Regions from separate parts of the Gossypium hirsutum genome. Here region 2 is linked to region 1. A link is a contact called in public Hi-C data. All regions are on one chromosome and are shown on one strand. Each heading gives the region's core, a stretch centred on a gene start, on an enhancer-like site or on the middle of the called end of the contact. The rest is flanking DNA. Distances are from core to core; before and after follow the strand shown.

The links. A called contact is a pair of places that touch in the nucleus more often than the background predicts.
Region 2: a Hi-C map of leaf shows a contact between it and region 1, with 1.9 times the contacts expected there. The contact joins the promoter of LOC107927142 here to the promoter of LOC107927115 in region 1. A contact is called at or near these places in 2 of 34 Hi-C or Micro-C datasets (both in leaf).

The regions. Positions count from the first base shown.
Region 1 is chrD03:49,485,480-49,489,748 of Gossypium_hirsutum_v2.1, reverse strand. It overlaps LOC107927115 (OVARIAN TUMOR DOMAIN-containing deubiquitinating enzyme 12), which reads left to right and starts at 1,818. Exons shown (of 11, transcript XM_016858106.2): 1 at 1,818-2,132; 2 at 2,671-3,049; 3 at 3,148-3,320; 4 at 3,413-3,486; 5 at 3,654-3,708; 6 at 4,045-4,119; 7 at 4,259-4,269. The coding sequence starts at 2,713. LOC107927113 (phosphatidylinositol N-acetylglucosaminyltransferase subunit A) reads left to right here. Exons shown (of 12, transcript XM_041090381.1): 10 at 8-111; 11 at 633-723; 12 at 1,131-1,350. The coding sequence ends at 1,226.
Region 2 is chrD03:49,641,017-49,645,378 of Gossypium_hirsutum_v2.1, reverse strand. It overlaps LOC107927142 (ABC transporter G family member 3), which reads right to left and starts at 2,815. Exons shown (of 12, transcript XM_041090394.1): 1 at 2,598-2,815; 2 at 1,284-1,935; 3 at 1,091-1,170; 4 at 156-442. The coding sequence starts at 1,755.

The DNA.
Region 1 (4,269 bases), core at 569-3,068:
TGGCAAGATGAAGAGACTTTATAATTGGAACGATGTTGCTGAAAGGACTGAGATTGTATATAATCGTGCCTTGAAATGTTCTGATCAGAGTCTCCTAGAACGACTTTCCAGGTATGCCATCGAATGTTTTCCCTGAAGATGATGCTCACAAATTTGATTTAGCCAATGAGATGGTTTCATGCTTTTCAAGCACCTCTGATTTCACTGAAAGGTTTTTGGTATAATGTTGAGTGTATGGCATGGATATTTTCTTATGTGCTTTTAGTATGGAAGGCAGGAAGATTAAAAGTTGGCTTATTAAGTAATTAAATAAAAACTTACATACAACCTTGCAATCATCAACTGTATATACACTCAAGCTCGCATTATCTAGTTGTGAACAGGACTTGGAGACGAGTATTGAACATAATTATGTGTTTGTTATGGGTATACCAAACTTTTAAAGCTTTTCTTTATATTTTTAAGTTGATACCCTCTTGTTTTTGTTTTGTGTCGGACATGGGTACTTCAGGGACAATGGAGAATCTGAGTAATAGACAAAGTGGTAGCTTTTAACTTTGAAATATTTGGTAAAATCATCACATTATTTTTGAGTTATTACCAAGGATGCTAATGAGGTGATGTTTTGTTAGGTATCTTTCATGTGGAGCTTGGGCAGGCAAGCTGTTTTGCTTGGTTATGATAATCGACTTTTTGATATGGCGTCTGTTAGAACTGTTGCAGGTACATGGTGTTTTTTTTTCTTTTTGGTATGATCCCGTAAAATTAAATCAGTCGGCTCAATTTGGATAAGGTCAATTCAAGTTTTAAAATTTTTTGGTCATTTGAATTTGGATTAGTTTCAGGTTAGGGTCATTTTGGGTTATTCCAGGTTCGGGGTTGTTTTTGGTTTGAGGCTCAGGTTTTTCGGGTCGGTCATTATGGGTTTGGACCATGTCGAGTTTTGTTCATTTTGATTTTGAGTCATTTTGGGTTTGGGTGGCTTTGTGGGTTTTGGTCATTTTATATTAAGACTAGACGGGTTGGATGGTTGGACCAGGTTTTGAGTTTTGGGTCAAAACTTGACGGTAATACATGAAGTGATGGTTTGTTTTACTTAATCTACTATACTGTTGTTACTGCTTCACCAGCCTGCAAAGGATATCGAGGAGGTGCCTGATGTGGCTCTACGCTGCCATCAACACGGAGAAAGGATTGAAGAAATATATCGTTGCAAATCAGAATAATAGTATAGGAATATTTTCGAGTTTATAACAATATTATTAGCTTCAAATATTTGACGTTTCGTCTTCAAGCATTGTACCTTATTCTATTCTTTATGCATTTTAAGTAAAAATCTCATTGCTGCAATCCACTTCTGAATGTGCTTTCTTGAAATCCCATGTTTTTCACTTCATTTTAATTATTATTCACAACGAGGCCCGGGCATAGTTAAAAGAGGTTTTGGGCAGGTTCAAAATTTATCATGCACAATTTTCAATTTCACTGTACATTATCGCCAAACCTGAATTTTAGTTCAGTTAATAGTAGTTATTCGGACATGTATTTGTATTTTGATATTTTTGATTATAGTTGTTAACATTTAAAAAATTATTATTTACAAATATGATTTTACAATTAATGAGTTTTTAAAAAATGCATTATATTATGTTTTACTTTGTTTTTTAAAATAAAAAAAATAAAACACGTTTTAAGTAAAATTTTTTCAGAAAGAGATGATATGCGGCTTATTGGTTTATATATTCAATGTTTTTATTATTATGAAAGATTAATGTGCCTTATTTTGGTTTTCACGCGGGATTTAATGTACCCATACAATCTGGTAACAGCAATTTTCTTTTGGTGGGGGGGGGGGGGGCGTTTTTATCTACCTAACCATAGAGATATAGCGCCTAATTTCAATTGGATTGGGCTTTGTGGAGATTAGCAACTGGGAAATACAATTCCAGTCAGAAAGAAGAGCAATACCCTACAAAATACTGCTACAGCCTACAAGTGAAGAAGAATGAAGATGCCATAGCCGTCAATTCACGTTGACTGTTAGTCTCCTCCACTATTACCTGACGGAAGCAAAGTAATAGTACCATTAGTACAATACCTCGTGAACTGACCCTCCTTTATCATCACCTCCTGTAATTATTATTACTTTTTTTTTTTTTTGCATTTTTTCCCTTCCATTTTAAAGTATTCCTCACCTCATTCCCCACTCATCTCGTCTCTGCCGCGTATCGACCCCGCATTTTATTTTATTTATCTCAATGGGTTTTTCTGATATTATTTTCATGGATAAATTATCTTAATTAGTTTCCTTCTAATATCATTCAGCTAATCTGGTATGTTGAGAAGTTCTCATTTCTTTTTTAGTGAATGTGTTTGCTACTTTTCTTGTATTCTTAATTCTTTCTAATTTTCTATAATGCCATTGTTTAAGGGACAATTTGGGTTTTCTAATCTGAGCAATTTGTTGTTAATTCATTGTTTAGTTTGATATTTATTGTTTGGGGGGGGGTCTATTTGACCATTTTTGGCTGCAAATCTATTAGTTAAAGCTCAAACCTTTACATAAAGTAGAAATATTTAAGCTATAATAAAATCTGGGTATTGCATTTTGTTACTAAATAACTAAACTTTATTATCATATATATATTTTGTCAACGTTCATCACTGCAGGAAGCAGATTTTGGGGGTTAAGAGATTTTATCTACAGAGAAGATGGTGACATCTGAGCAAGAACATGATTTTGTTAAGTGGGGTTTGCAACTATTCAATAGTGATCCCTATGCTAATTGTGGATATTGTGGTGTGTTAACTCAAGAAAATGGAGAGTATTACAATGGAAATAGTTTCAAGGAGGATTACCATTACGACGCGGGAGAATGTTGTAATGTGGAAAATGATGAGGCTATTGCTCATACTCTTCAACTTCAAGAACTGTCAAAACTTGCAGTGGTGGGATCTCCAAGCCAAGGGGAGGAAGAAGAATTGCAATTGCAAGTGTCTGGTTACACTCGAGATTGTATCAATCAGTCTGTTGGGGACTTTGGTTCTGGTATAAGGAAGTTTCTGAATTTTCGAGTTTGACGGTTTGAAGTTGCTGATATGTCTTTAATGTATTGCATTAATATGTTTCTGTTTTGTGATTTGTAGGGCAAGGTTGTGGTGAGGAAGAGCAAGATGAAATAACAACTTCTAGTTCATGTTCTAGCCCTGAAGAGAAGTTGTTATGTGAAGAGGATAGGTCATATTCATTGGAGCTAACCGATGAATTTGCTCTTGATGGTGAAGTTGGGAAAAGGCTGAACCAGATGGTTCCTGTTCCTGTAAGTGTGACTATAAGGTTTAGATTCTTGATTATGACATCTAAAAAGTAGTGTCGTAGTATGCATTTAGATTTATCTCTGGTTGTGTGTAGCATATTCCAAGAATCAATGGTGAAATACCCTCTGTTGATGAAGCAACTTTAGATCATCAAAGACTACTAGAGAGGTTTGCGTTTTTTTTTTGTTTTGTTTCCTGGAACTTGGAATTGGACCTTTCTTTGAATTCTTTATCTTTATATTTTCTAGCTATTTTCTAGTTCTATTGCCATTTTTTCCCCTTTGGTTGACCTATTTGTTGAATATATGGTTCTGGTAATTCTTTTGCTGTAACAGATTGCAAGTCTATAATTTAGTGGAGCTTAAAGTTGAAGGAGACGGTAACTGTCAGGTTAGCTTAAAAGCTGAAAGCATGGATATTAACATCAATAGAGCTAGATAGCATCAATATGGTTGAAGTTGTTCTGTGTCTAAACTGTCATTATACATACATAGGTTTCATGTATCCATATAAAAGCATGGGTGTCTTTTGATATTGGTTCCCTTCTAACATTTATTTCCAAGGTCTTTACTCGATTGTTGGTAAAACTTTCGAATGTTGTTACTGACATAAAATCTCATCCCCTATGACATTCTTCCCAGTGATCATGGAAGCTCACTAATTGTTACTGCAGTGCTTCATGTAAATTATATACCTGATGTCTCATTAGCTTCATGATGTTGCCAGTTCCGTGCTCTATCTGATCAAGTTTATCGAACTCCTGAGCATCATGAGTTTGTGAGGCAGCAAGTTGTAGACCAGGTTGGCCTTTAACATACAATAGCAAAGTTTGGCGTTTTTGTTTGTTGGGCTTGTGTATAGTCTTACATTGAAATCATTGTGCATTGCAAGTAAAGTTTGATGTTAACTTTTCTTTTCTTGCTATATCTTGCACAATCAGCTTAAGTCTTG
Region 2 (4,362 bases), core at 1,566-4,065, 150 kb before region 1:
AGCTGAAACATTATAAATAATCTTGATTCTACGGAAAGTAGATAGCACACCAATCATACGGTCAGCATTGTAAAGCATGCAGGAGATAAGGAACAAGAGACAATAAAACAATTTAAAGAATTAAATTATGGAAAATGAATTAAAAAAAAGTCTACCTGTCAAGATGATAAAGAGGCTCATCTATGAATAAGATACGAGGCCTCATCACAAGTTCCCGAGCAATACTAACACGCCTTCTTTCACCCCTAGCAAGACCTTTCATATAACAATGGCCACCAATTAGTTTGTTTGCATAGTCACCCAAGGACATGGCTTGGATGGCTTCCTCTACCACACTCTTTTTCTGACAGAAAAAACCAGGAAGTTGGAGCAAAGCTGAGTAGTATAGATACTCCCGGACTGTGAGTGAACCAATTAGAGTGGTTTCCCTGTCAACAAATCCCTGCAAATTGGACGTTACAAAGTGAAAATATAAAACAACCTTGAAACTCAATGCTTCCTTGCAGTTTCTGCTCAACTAAAAGAGAAATAATTTTGATAAGGAAAGGATTTAAAACTACCACTTTCACAATGAGAATAAGTAGACTGCTTTCAACACAAATGATAAAAGGTATAAGGAAAGAAAAATCAAATATCGGTTTAAATAAGGGAATTCACAGAAGCCATACTCATGATGCTAGTTAAATTGCGAACCTAAGTGGGACTGAGCATTAAAGATGTATCACCTAAACGGATTCACAATATGAGACAAAGTAAAACCAAAAAAAAAAGAAGGATCTATGTACTACATAAGATGACTGCTCATCAGAAATTTTCCTATAATCTACAGTTCAAAACTGAAATGAGATTTAAGCTTGTATATTTCAATTTCTCTAAAGTCAGTTGGACATATTATAATTGCAAAATACCAAATCCAAAAGGTTTTAAGTGAGAAAATGCTTATATATCAATTTGGACCAAAAAAAAAAGAGACAATCAAGAGTAATCACTTTCACCAAGAGAAATCACTCTGTCAAGGCAAGAATCATATGAAGTATCAAAAGTAACATCTAGAAATTTCACCGCCCATGAAAATGTAACTGAAACTCACATATGAACCATAAAGAAAGCGTGTTTTCGCCCCGTTAATGAATACTTCACCATACATTTTAGCTGAAGGGTGTAATCTTCCTAAATTCAAGAAAAGAAATTTTCAGTCTTAAAAATCTGAAATGAAACAACATAAAAGCATAAAAAAATTTGTTGTTTGATAAGTAGCCAATACAAGTGTCACACTAACAGACCTGCTATAGCCCTCAGTAGCGTGGACTTCCCGGATTTTGCAGGACCCATGATTACTGTCATTGTGCCAGGTAATGCATAACCATTGGAACTCTTCACAACTTTATCAGAATACTTCCGCTTTCCCTTTATGGTAACAGCCAAGTCTTTCCACACAACTGATGCACCGGCAGTTTTTCTTGTAACAGCTGCAGCTTCTGGCATCGGCGGTGACGGCAAGGACCCACTATTGAGTTTTGAGAGAGATGGTGAGACTGGTGTAGTTGCAGCATTGATAGAGTCACCTCCTTCCTCCACCCTGACATCGGCATCTGTATCTTCCCACTCAGGCGAATCCTCAAATGAGATGGGTTGTCGAAGAGAACCAGGTTTCCGTAGATAGAAAAAGTTACTAGAGGGCACCCTACTTGCAGGACTACTGGCTGAGGAGGAAGAAGACCTATAATTGTCCGATTGAGACTGTATTTCTTCCATTGCTCACTCCTGATTTCTAAACCTTCTAAAATCCAATTGTAGAAATAGCCCTGGCAAATGCTATGGGAAACTTCCTAGTGCCCCCACTTTAATAATCAAGGGACGAGACTGGCTGATAACTGCACACTGAGTTGTTGTACCATCCACACTTTCACAACCCTAATTAAAACATTATGCCACCTGTTAAACGAAAACAAAATATTAAGCAACAATTACAGAATTCGTACCAAGGTACTGTAGGAGATCAAAAGCTTAAAGTCTACCATTAGGTGTTAGAAAAGCATAGCCTGCATTCAATGGAAGGAATTAATTAAACAAAAAGCTCTCAACTTCCATGGAGAGAATGAACACCAACAATGGAGCACAAAATTAAAAATGAAACTAATAGCTTAATATTAAAATAATCCACCAATCCACACAACAACATAACATGTTTGCCAGCATATGAAAGCAAAATACTAATGCATTGGACCTTCCCCTTGACCACATATTATCCATCTATTTGATACAACTCAAACTACCCAGTACTAAATTTCATAACTAAAACAAAATAATGCAGGAAAATCCTCTAAAATTGAAAGCTTCAACAAAAGAAAATAAGCAACTTAGTAACTAAAACATAAACCACTATTTCTTTTTACAAACAACAGATTGTTGAGACGAGCCCAATAATTTATTCAGGTCAAGATGCTGAGTTACATACAACCAACCAACAAACAACCCCAAACCTTGAATGTTTTGGTGTTCTAATAGTATCTCAAGTACCCATAGCAGACAAAACAATAAACTAAAAAAAATAAGAAGAAGAATTAAGAAGTAAAAAAGAAGTGCAAGAGACAAACCTGGATCTGAGTTAGAAAGAACTTCAATGGTAGAGAGAGAAAGAAAGAGTTGGATGTGGAAAAAGAAAAGAGTGTAGGGTGACGAGTGAGTCACTGAGTTAAATGAAACAAATAAAGAATCTAAAAACTCGGTAAATGTTTCCTGGATTACTTGACCCGCTTTTGTCGGGTCTCTTTTTTGATACTACTGCTGGCATCTCTATGTCTACTGAGAGAGTACTTCACTAAATTCTTCATATATAAACATTTATATATGGTTAATTCCATCCCGCATACTTCAACTATGATTTAGTTTTTAAATTCATCCCTAACTTCAGGTCGTTCTAATTTAGCAGTATCATTCAAATTCCTTTGTTAATCTAAAAAAAATCAATTTATACATTAAATTTCAGTTGGAATTATAAATATTGCATGGATTACTTAAAGTCGATGTGTTAAAGAAAAGTAGTAATTTTCTTAAATTTTAGTCACAATGTTCGATTTTTTAGATTAACATCTGCTCCAAATTCTTGCATTCTTCGTAAATTTGAAATTTGATCCTACTTTTATTTCAAGAAAATTAATCCTTAATTTTTCGGATTTAAAAATATAAGTCCAATTATCAACACCGTTACAATTCTCTTTGTTAAATATAAGTTCATTGCAACGTTTTTTTTTTTTGCCCCATGATTATCTAGTGAGTTTTATTTTATTTTAAAATGCCACACTAATCAATTTATTAGAATGATTTAGCCAAAGTTAACAATTAGACTTATATTCCGAAATCCAAAAAGTAGAAGGACTAAATTTCAAATGTACAAAGAATACAAGAACTTGGAGCATATTTTAATTAATTTTTTAACACATCAAATCCGAGCTATCTATACCGTAAGTATACACGTATTTGAAATTTGACTAAGTTTTCAAATGTTTCAATTCAAATTTGAGCATAGACTGATAATACTTGGATGATTGGATTAAAATATTTTGAAATTTAGGGACTAATTTAGAACCTAGGTCATAATTTAGTGATTTTCTATGGAATTAGACCACAAATAGTCTTTGATATTTCTCTTCTTTTCTTTTTTTAAAGGGGCGGCCTTTAATTTCTTTTTGTTGTGGAAGAACATAATGATGTTTATTTTGCCAACGCAGGATATGAAAAAGCGCTCCTCTCTTCTCTTTCATTTTAATTCCCAAAAATTATATTCAAAACTAATTAAAAAATATATAATTATTAATATAATATTAAAATTTTATTTTTTATTATTTTCAAACAATAAAATATTTCATTTTGATGAGTTGAGTTAGACCAAACTCAAATCCATACTTAAAAATATCTTAAAACCCAACCACAACCTCTCCATAAATTAAATAATCCATCTTTCCATTATTATCATTTTTTAAAAATTTTTTGAACTTGTAATTTTAAGTTTCTTAAAAATGGAAAAATTACATCTTGCTAACATTGTCCAAAATTGGAAATATCATATGCTTGATTAAAAAAAAAAAGTTTATGAGCATAATTGTTAGAACTAGATTGACTTGACCAATTGAATCGATAATTAGTCTATATATTAGTTTAAATATAAAAATTGAATTGCCTAAATTGTAAATCATTCTGAATCGAGATTTAAAAATTAACTAGTTGAATTGACATTCAAACCGATCAAACCGTTAATTAATAACACCACCAATTGGACCACTCAACTAATTCCAAAAGTATGTGTTTAATTCCCTAACTCCTTCTCAGCATTATTATATTCATCCCCAAATAAAGTAAAAA